Regions from separate parts of the Pan troglodytes genome. Here region 2 is linked to region 1. A link is a contact called in public HiChIP or PLAC-seq data. All regions are on one chromosome and are shown on one strand. Each heading gives the region's core, a stretch centred on a gene start, on an enhancer-like site or on the middle of the called end of the contact. The rest is flanking DNA. Distances are from core to core; before and after follow the strand shown. Region 1 holds the start of CDAN1 (codanin 1). Region 2 holds the start of TTBK2 (tau tubulin kinase 2).

The links. HiChIP or PLAC-seq counts read pairs in DNA pulled down with a chosen protein or histone mark.
Region 2: an H3K4me3 HiChIP or PLAC-seq map of stem cell-derived excitatory neurons shows a contact between it and region 1, with 4 times the contacts expected there. The contact joins the promoter of TTBK2 here to the promoter of CDAN1 in region 1. A contact is called at or near these places in 2 of 7 Hi-C or Micro-C datasets (induced pluripotent stem cells and stem cell-derived neural progenitor cells) and 1 of 1 datasets of contacts at active chromatin or transcription factors (stem cell-derived excitatory neurons).

Annotation. Positions count from the first base shown.
Region 1 is chr16:34,710,868-34,714,127 of NHGRI_mPanTro3-v2.0_pri, reverse strand. It overlaps CDAN1 (codanin 1), which reads left to right and starts at 1,779. Exons shown (of 28, transcript XM_016928057.2): 1 at 1,779-1,935; 2 at 2,168-2,646; 3 at 2,867-3,073. The coding sequence starts at 1,846.
Region 2 is chr16:34,893,795-34,897,054 of NHGRI_mPanTro3-v2.0_pri, reverse strand. TTBK2 (tau tubulin kinase 2) reads left to right here and starts at 1,489. Exons shown (of 16, transcript XM_063794820.1): 1 at 1,489-1,622.

The sequences.
Region 1 (3,260 bases), core at 530-3,029:
TTTCAAAAGTGGAAAATATTTTTCTAATTTAATAAAGTTATTGAATACACCAGATGTTACAAGATCAACGGGGAGCAGATAGTGTTACTGTAAATGCAGTACCACATCTAGAAGTTCCCTAGAAAAAGCAGCCCAGGACTGAATAGAAGCTAGGTGTTAAGTGTCCCTGCAGTTAGGAGATGTTTTCCTGTAATAAAATTAAAATATTAAAAGCTCCTTTTTAGTCCATTATTCTGTCTGGCTGGAGGTACTTTTTCCTTCTCCATAGGAAATACCCCTTCTACCACTAGAGAGATTCCTGCACCCCCACCCTCATCCTTCCGCCTGTAACCTTCCTTTGAACCAGAGGAACTCTCAGGAGGCATTCACAAGGGCACTGCCTCACCCCTCCTGGTTTGGTTTGACATGGAATGTTCGTGCCATCTGTTTTTCTCCGCTTGAATTCCCTTGCTTGATTTGTCACTGAGCAGCAACCTTCAAAATGCTCTCTCAGGTTTTTTTGTTTTGTTTTGTTTTTGAGATGGAGTCTCGCTCTGTCACCCAGGCTGGAGTGCAGTGGCGTGATCTTGGATCACTGCAACCTCCGCCTCCCAGGTTCAAGCGATTCTCCTGCCTCAGCCTCCCGAGTAGCTAGGACTACAGGCGCGTGCCACCACGCCCAGTTAATTTTTGTATTTTTAGTAGAGACACGGTTTCACCATGTTGGCCAGGATGGTCTCCATCTCTCGACCTCGTGATCCGCCCACCTCTGCCTCCCACTGCATTCCAGCCCCGGGGGTGACAGAGCGAGACTCCATCTCAAAATAAAATTAAATAAAGGAGATTAAGAAATTACTCAGGCCGGGCGTGGTGGCCCACGCCTATAATCCCAGCACTTTGGATCTGCTGCCCTCTCCCCGCCAAAACATTAGCTAGGCTATAGCCCTAGGGAGGCTGAGTCGGGAGGATTGCTTGAGCCCAGGAGGCCAAGGCTGCAGTGAGCCGTGCTCACGCCACTGCACTCCAGCCTGGGCAACAGAGCAAGACCCTGTCTCAATAAAACAAAACAAAAACAAAAAACACCAAACCCAAAAAAACAAACCTCAAGCTCCCAGAAGCTAATCATGATATGCTTACTGACATCTAAACTGCAAAGCAGTTGAAATATTAACCTCATGTAAACCCACTTAAGTAAATAAAGCTACATACAAGCAATTCTGTGTGCAGGGTGGCCCGAGGCACTTTAAGGGTTGTGGCTTGGGGATTATTAAGAACCTCCTAGAAATAATTCTTTCCTAAATGGTCAGTTGATGGTGAGCGCTGAAAAGCCGATGGGTACTGCTCGGCCAAGGGATTGAAAAATCGGCCTTTGAGAAGAACAAAGTCAAAATGAAAGATTAGATTATAATTTCTCTGGGGTGGTGCCAGTTGGATCTAGGAAACTTAAACTCGTGAAAGAATGTGCTTAGAGCAGAAGATAGAAGCTGGTGACTGTCTCTGCTCCCCTCTACCTCTCTCCCGGGTCCTGGGTCTCCCTAGAAGGGCGTCCGACCCGCGGCAGACCCACTCCCAGCTCGAATCCCTCCCTTCAGGTCGCTCCAGGGCGGGCAGCCAAGGTGGGCTTCCCCAGGCGCTGTGATCCACATTTCACCTCCTAACAACCGGCCTCTCGGCCAGGGTTGAGGACCCAGCGAGGCCTTGACCGTGGGTCTGGGCAACAGCCGGCTCCGCCCCGCCCCGCCCCGCCAGCCGGGTCCCTCCCCATCCCGCGACCCAACGGTCGTTCCCCGCCGCCGGCCCCGCCCCTCCCTGGCCGCCCGCGGCGCGCCGGCGCCTGCGCAGTCGTCCCAGAGCGCCCCGACCGGGATGGCGGCCGTTTTGGAGTCGCTGCTGCGAGAAGAGGTGTCGGTCGCAGCCGTCGTGCGGTGGATCGCGCGCAGCACCCCGGGTTCGGAGGTAACAGCGGTGACACGCCCCCAGGTCTGACTCGAAGCCGGTTCCCGCAGTGGAGTCCAGCCCTCCAGTCCCCTTCCTCTAGGGCGCCTAGCTGCCAGCCGGGCCGAGTGCACTCCAACTGGGCGCCGCTGCCCGGGCCGCCCACCCGAGGCGCGCCCTACGGCCCCGGCTGCTCACGGCCCGCGGGCCGGCGGCTGACCCTCTCGCCCCTCCACCTGTGCTTCTGCCCTAGGATAACGCTGGGGAGGCGGCCGCGCTGAGCTCACTCCGGGCCCTGCGGAAAGAATTCGTACCGTTCCTGTTGAACTTCCTGAGGGAGCAGAGCAGCCGCGTCCTCCCGCAGGGGCCCCCGACCCCCGCCAAGACCCCGGGCGCCTCGGCAGCCTTGCCAGGGAGGCCGGGAGGCCCGCCGCGGGGTAGCCGCGGGGCGCGCAGCCAGCTTTTCCCTCCGACCGAGGCCCTGAGCACCGCTGCCGAGGCCCCTGTGGCCCGCCGCGGGGGCAGGAGGCGGGGCCCGGGGCCGGCCCGCGAGCGTGGAGGCCGCGGCCTGGAGGAGGGTGTCAGCGGGGAGAGCCTGCCCGGAGCCGGGGGCCGGAGGCTTAGGGGCTCTGGCAGCCCCAGCCGCCCCAGCCTCACGCTGTCTGATCCGCCAAACCTCAGCAACCTGGAGGAGTTCCCTCCCGTAGGCTCGGTTTCCCCCGGCCCTACAGGGTGAGACTCAGCTCTCATGCAGGAGATGGGTACCACGAAGGCTCTGGGGAGTCAGTCATTCGAGCTCGGCGCTCTGCAGTGGAGCGCCAGGATGGGTAGAAGGCTGGGGGTGATGGTGAGGGTTTTTGTGGGGTTTTTTGGCGAGAGGTCTAGCTGTTGCGGTGGTGGAGGGGAGATGTTTGAAGATAGGAATTTGAGAAAAACCTGTGGCTACTCTCAGCAGGACGAAGCCTTCTCGCAGGATCAACCCAACTCCGGTGAGCGAAGAGCGGTCACTCTCCAAGCCCAAGACCTGCTTCACCTCACCCCCAATCAGCTGTGTCCCCAGTTCCCAACCCTCAGTCCTGGACACTAGCCCTTGGGGCCTTGGCCTTCCCCCAGGGTGCAGAAGTCTGCAAGAGGAGCGAGAGATGCTCAGGAAGGAGCGGTATGGCCTGGCCGCTCCTGGGGATATCGGGTTTCCTCGCTGTGGGGGATCTTCAGGGGTTTTCCCTGAAATTGATTTCCCTCTTGGGGACTCTGGGTTTGTCTCCTGGGCTGTTGGTATCTTCTCTGGAGTGACCTGAGTGTGGCCGTAGCAGGGAAGCCAAGCTGACTGCTCATGAAATTTCTTT
Region 2 (3,260 bases), core at 240-2,739, 180 kb before region 1:
ATAGGAACAGTTCCAAGATTGAATATAGGATTAGTCATTTACCTTTCTATATTCTTAATCAGCTTTAATGACAATGTCACTTGAGTGAAGAAAAGGATTTAAAGTAAAAATGAAGTTCATAATTCATTACATTCTTTCCATTCATGGCAGACCCCTGGGGATCATTGTGATTCTTAAGTAGAAAGGACATTAGATATGGGGCATATGAGAGATCTGAGCTTTGGTTTTGCCACTGATTAGTTTATAACCTTAGGAAAGCTGTTTAGCGTTTTTCATGTGTTTTCTCTACTGTACATTGGTGGGCAAAGATGGGAGAGGTGCTTAATCTTAAGGTTTTCCTTCGCCAAAGCGACTGACACAACACTAAATAGAAGCGCATCCTGCACAGCGTCCTTGCTCCGCCCTCCTCGCTTTTCTTTGAAAGTCTTTAAGCACCTCCGGCATACACTTGCTCAGCATCGCATACTGGTGTGCACCGGGGCTGGCCATTGAGTCTTTAGCTGTTGGTGTTTCACAAAGGGAATGAAATCTTGTTCTTGGGTTGTGAAACCGTAAGGACACTCCGGTCTCCAAGTTGACATTCGTTTATGGAAGTGCCCATCTCCTTTCCTCGTCACACCTAAGGCTCTTCCCCAGTCCCCCAAAGATTATTAGCTTCACGTTAGGCGGTTCTGGGGACGGCGCCAATTTGCGGGATCCTGTCAGCGCTGATGCTGAGGAAGAGGATGGATCCTTAAGGCTTGCAGGGCCTCACGATTTGGGCCCTTCATCGCGACTGCCTCAGTGTGTAATTTCGTATCGTGACAAAGCATTTCCGATTTTATTCCGAAAAGCCCAACCATGGGGTCCCAACCATCCCTCTATAACCAATTTAACTGTCACGCTAGGAGAACACCTATGTGCGCAAACTACTTGTCTCGGAAGCCCTACTTCTCTCCTCGGGACAGGCGGGGAGTTGCGGCTATGGCTGGAACTACGAGGCCCAGAATTCTTAGGCGCATGCGCGCTGCCATTGTGATGCTCCTTTCCCGGTAACTCGCCCTCTCAGGCAAACCTGAAGATAGCGGCAATTCTCCGGTGGGGGGCGGAGACGGTTTCTGCCCGACTCTCCGCCCCCTTCGTGATAGGCAATGGGACTAGCCAACCGACGCTGCGAGTTCGGAACGCACTCTCCAATCAGCACCTGTAGCGGAGAGGTGGGCGTGCGCGCTGGCAGGGCAGGTGGGCTAGGCTGTGTCGGGTTACGAGGGGGGAGAATAACGTCGGGTCGGGTCAGCGGGCGCTGCAGTAGTCGCCGCAGCGGCGATGGGAGCGGTGGGGACGAGGCGGCGGCGGCGGCAGGAGGGGGAGCAGGTGCTGGCACAAGAGCAGCGGCTTGGGGGAGCCGGCAGCAGCAGTAACAGCAGCAGCAGCCGCCGCCGCCGCCAGTAAACGCGGACGGTACCCCAGGGGACTACCCAGCCGGCCCGCCCTGGAAGCCGCGCTCGGGTCCCGCCGCAGTCGGCGGTGGGGGATGGGCAGGCAGTGGCGGTCCCGCCTGCCGAGGGTTAACCCCCGCCGGTCCCGGTCCTGAGCTGGACCAGAGCCCTCCTCCAGAAACCCCTGCGTCCGCCACGGCCCAGGTAGGACACACCCCCCGACCCCCCAGGGCGCCGCCCTCCCCCGGTCTCGACCCCCTCCTCCGGCCGCACCCCTCGCCGAGTGACCGAGCCTGCTGAGGAGGGGAGGGGTACTGGGGACTTTCAGGTCGCCGCAAGCCCGGGGCTCGTGCCAGACCCCGTCACTCTCCATCTCGGAGATCGTTCTGGTTCTGCCCGATTTCCCCGAAGGCTGCCGCCCCGTTTTGCCCCAGGCTTTGGGTGTCTTCACTGAACTTGGAGGGTCACGAAGCTTCGTTCTGCGTCTCTCTCTGTGGGTGACCCACATATCACTTGTACCCATGCCACTTCTGGTACCAGCACCGAACACGAAGGATTCCTAGGAAATCTGAGCGCTTATTTCCCACCCCGCCTCCCCAACTATAATGGAAAGGAACATGGGACTACTGAATCTGTTTGCTGTGTTGTAACGACAGTGAAGGCCGCGACTTTCTTGTACTTAGGGTGCTGAAGTAATGATCTGAGGGATTTGCTCGTCATTTGCTGTGGCAGAGATGATGTTGACACCCTGGGATGCTGTGGGAGGGACGAAAGACTCACGTATATGTTCTGTCAAATCGGAGAAGTAAATAATCCATTGGGATGCCAGGATACTTTATTCTACAGCGAAGTTAATTTTGTATCCGTCGAGGCTACAGTAGAGGTAAAAATGACATTGAGTTGTACTTTGCTTTGAATTAAAGTTGATGGGTAGCAGCAATCCTGGTATTAACTCTTCTCTCTCATCGCTTTAGAAATTATTCTTTCTTTGAACATTAAAGAGGACAGTTTTATTATACACTTCTAATAATGTGAAGATGTTTTGTAATTCAGTAGAAATTGAGTTTCTGTGTGTGTAGGAGGGTCATGTTATGAATGGGCACATGTAGACACACACGCAGAGGGAGGATCCACTCAGTGTGTTTTGTTACAATGTTTGGTTCTGAGCCATTGATAATAGTTGCATTGGTATCTAAACCCTGATTTGCCACAGTATACCACAAAGATGTGTTGGCTGTGTACCTTTGGCTAAATGGAATAGAATAACGTTCATTTGGGGGTAGAAGGGGGAAATGATTTTAACTTATCAAGGGAATTGAATGCTATGTATTGCTTGCTTTATTTCCTTTTTTTTTTAAATAAAGAAGCAGTAATGATGACAAATACAGCTTAATATGATTAATCTTGAGGCATTTGTCTGAAGTCAAAAAATGTTTCAAATAATGTGTGTGTTATATTGTGATCTATGCAAATTGAAAACATTGAAGGAAATCTTTGATTTAGAAGCTTATGTTTTCCTGTATGATAACATTTTATCAAGACACCGAAGGGGACATATGAAGCATGGTTTTAAAGGAAAGTTTCTCTTAACATTTTTCTTTTATGATAGAATGTTAGGAAATGCTTTCTTCCCTCTTCCAGTTTTAGACACAGAAGAAATTAAAGTCCATAACTTCATTAATTTAATATATAATATCAAGTTGATGCAAATTTGTACATTGGTTAGGGGGCTGAGAATAATATATCTTGCTCATTATCTTGTACTATGGTTAATACATAATTTAGTAAATTCTCTATTGCATTATATATGACTTTAGATTGTTGTATCTTCTTTTGATTTTA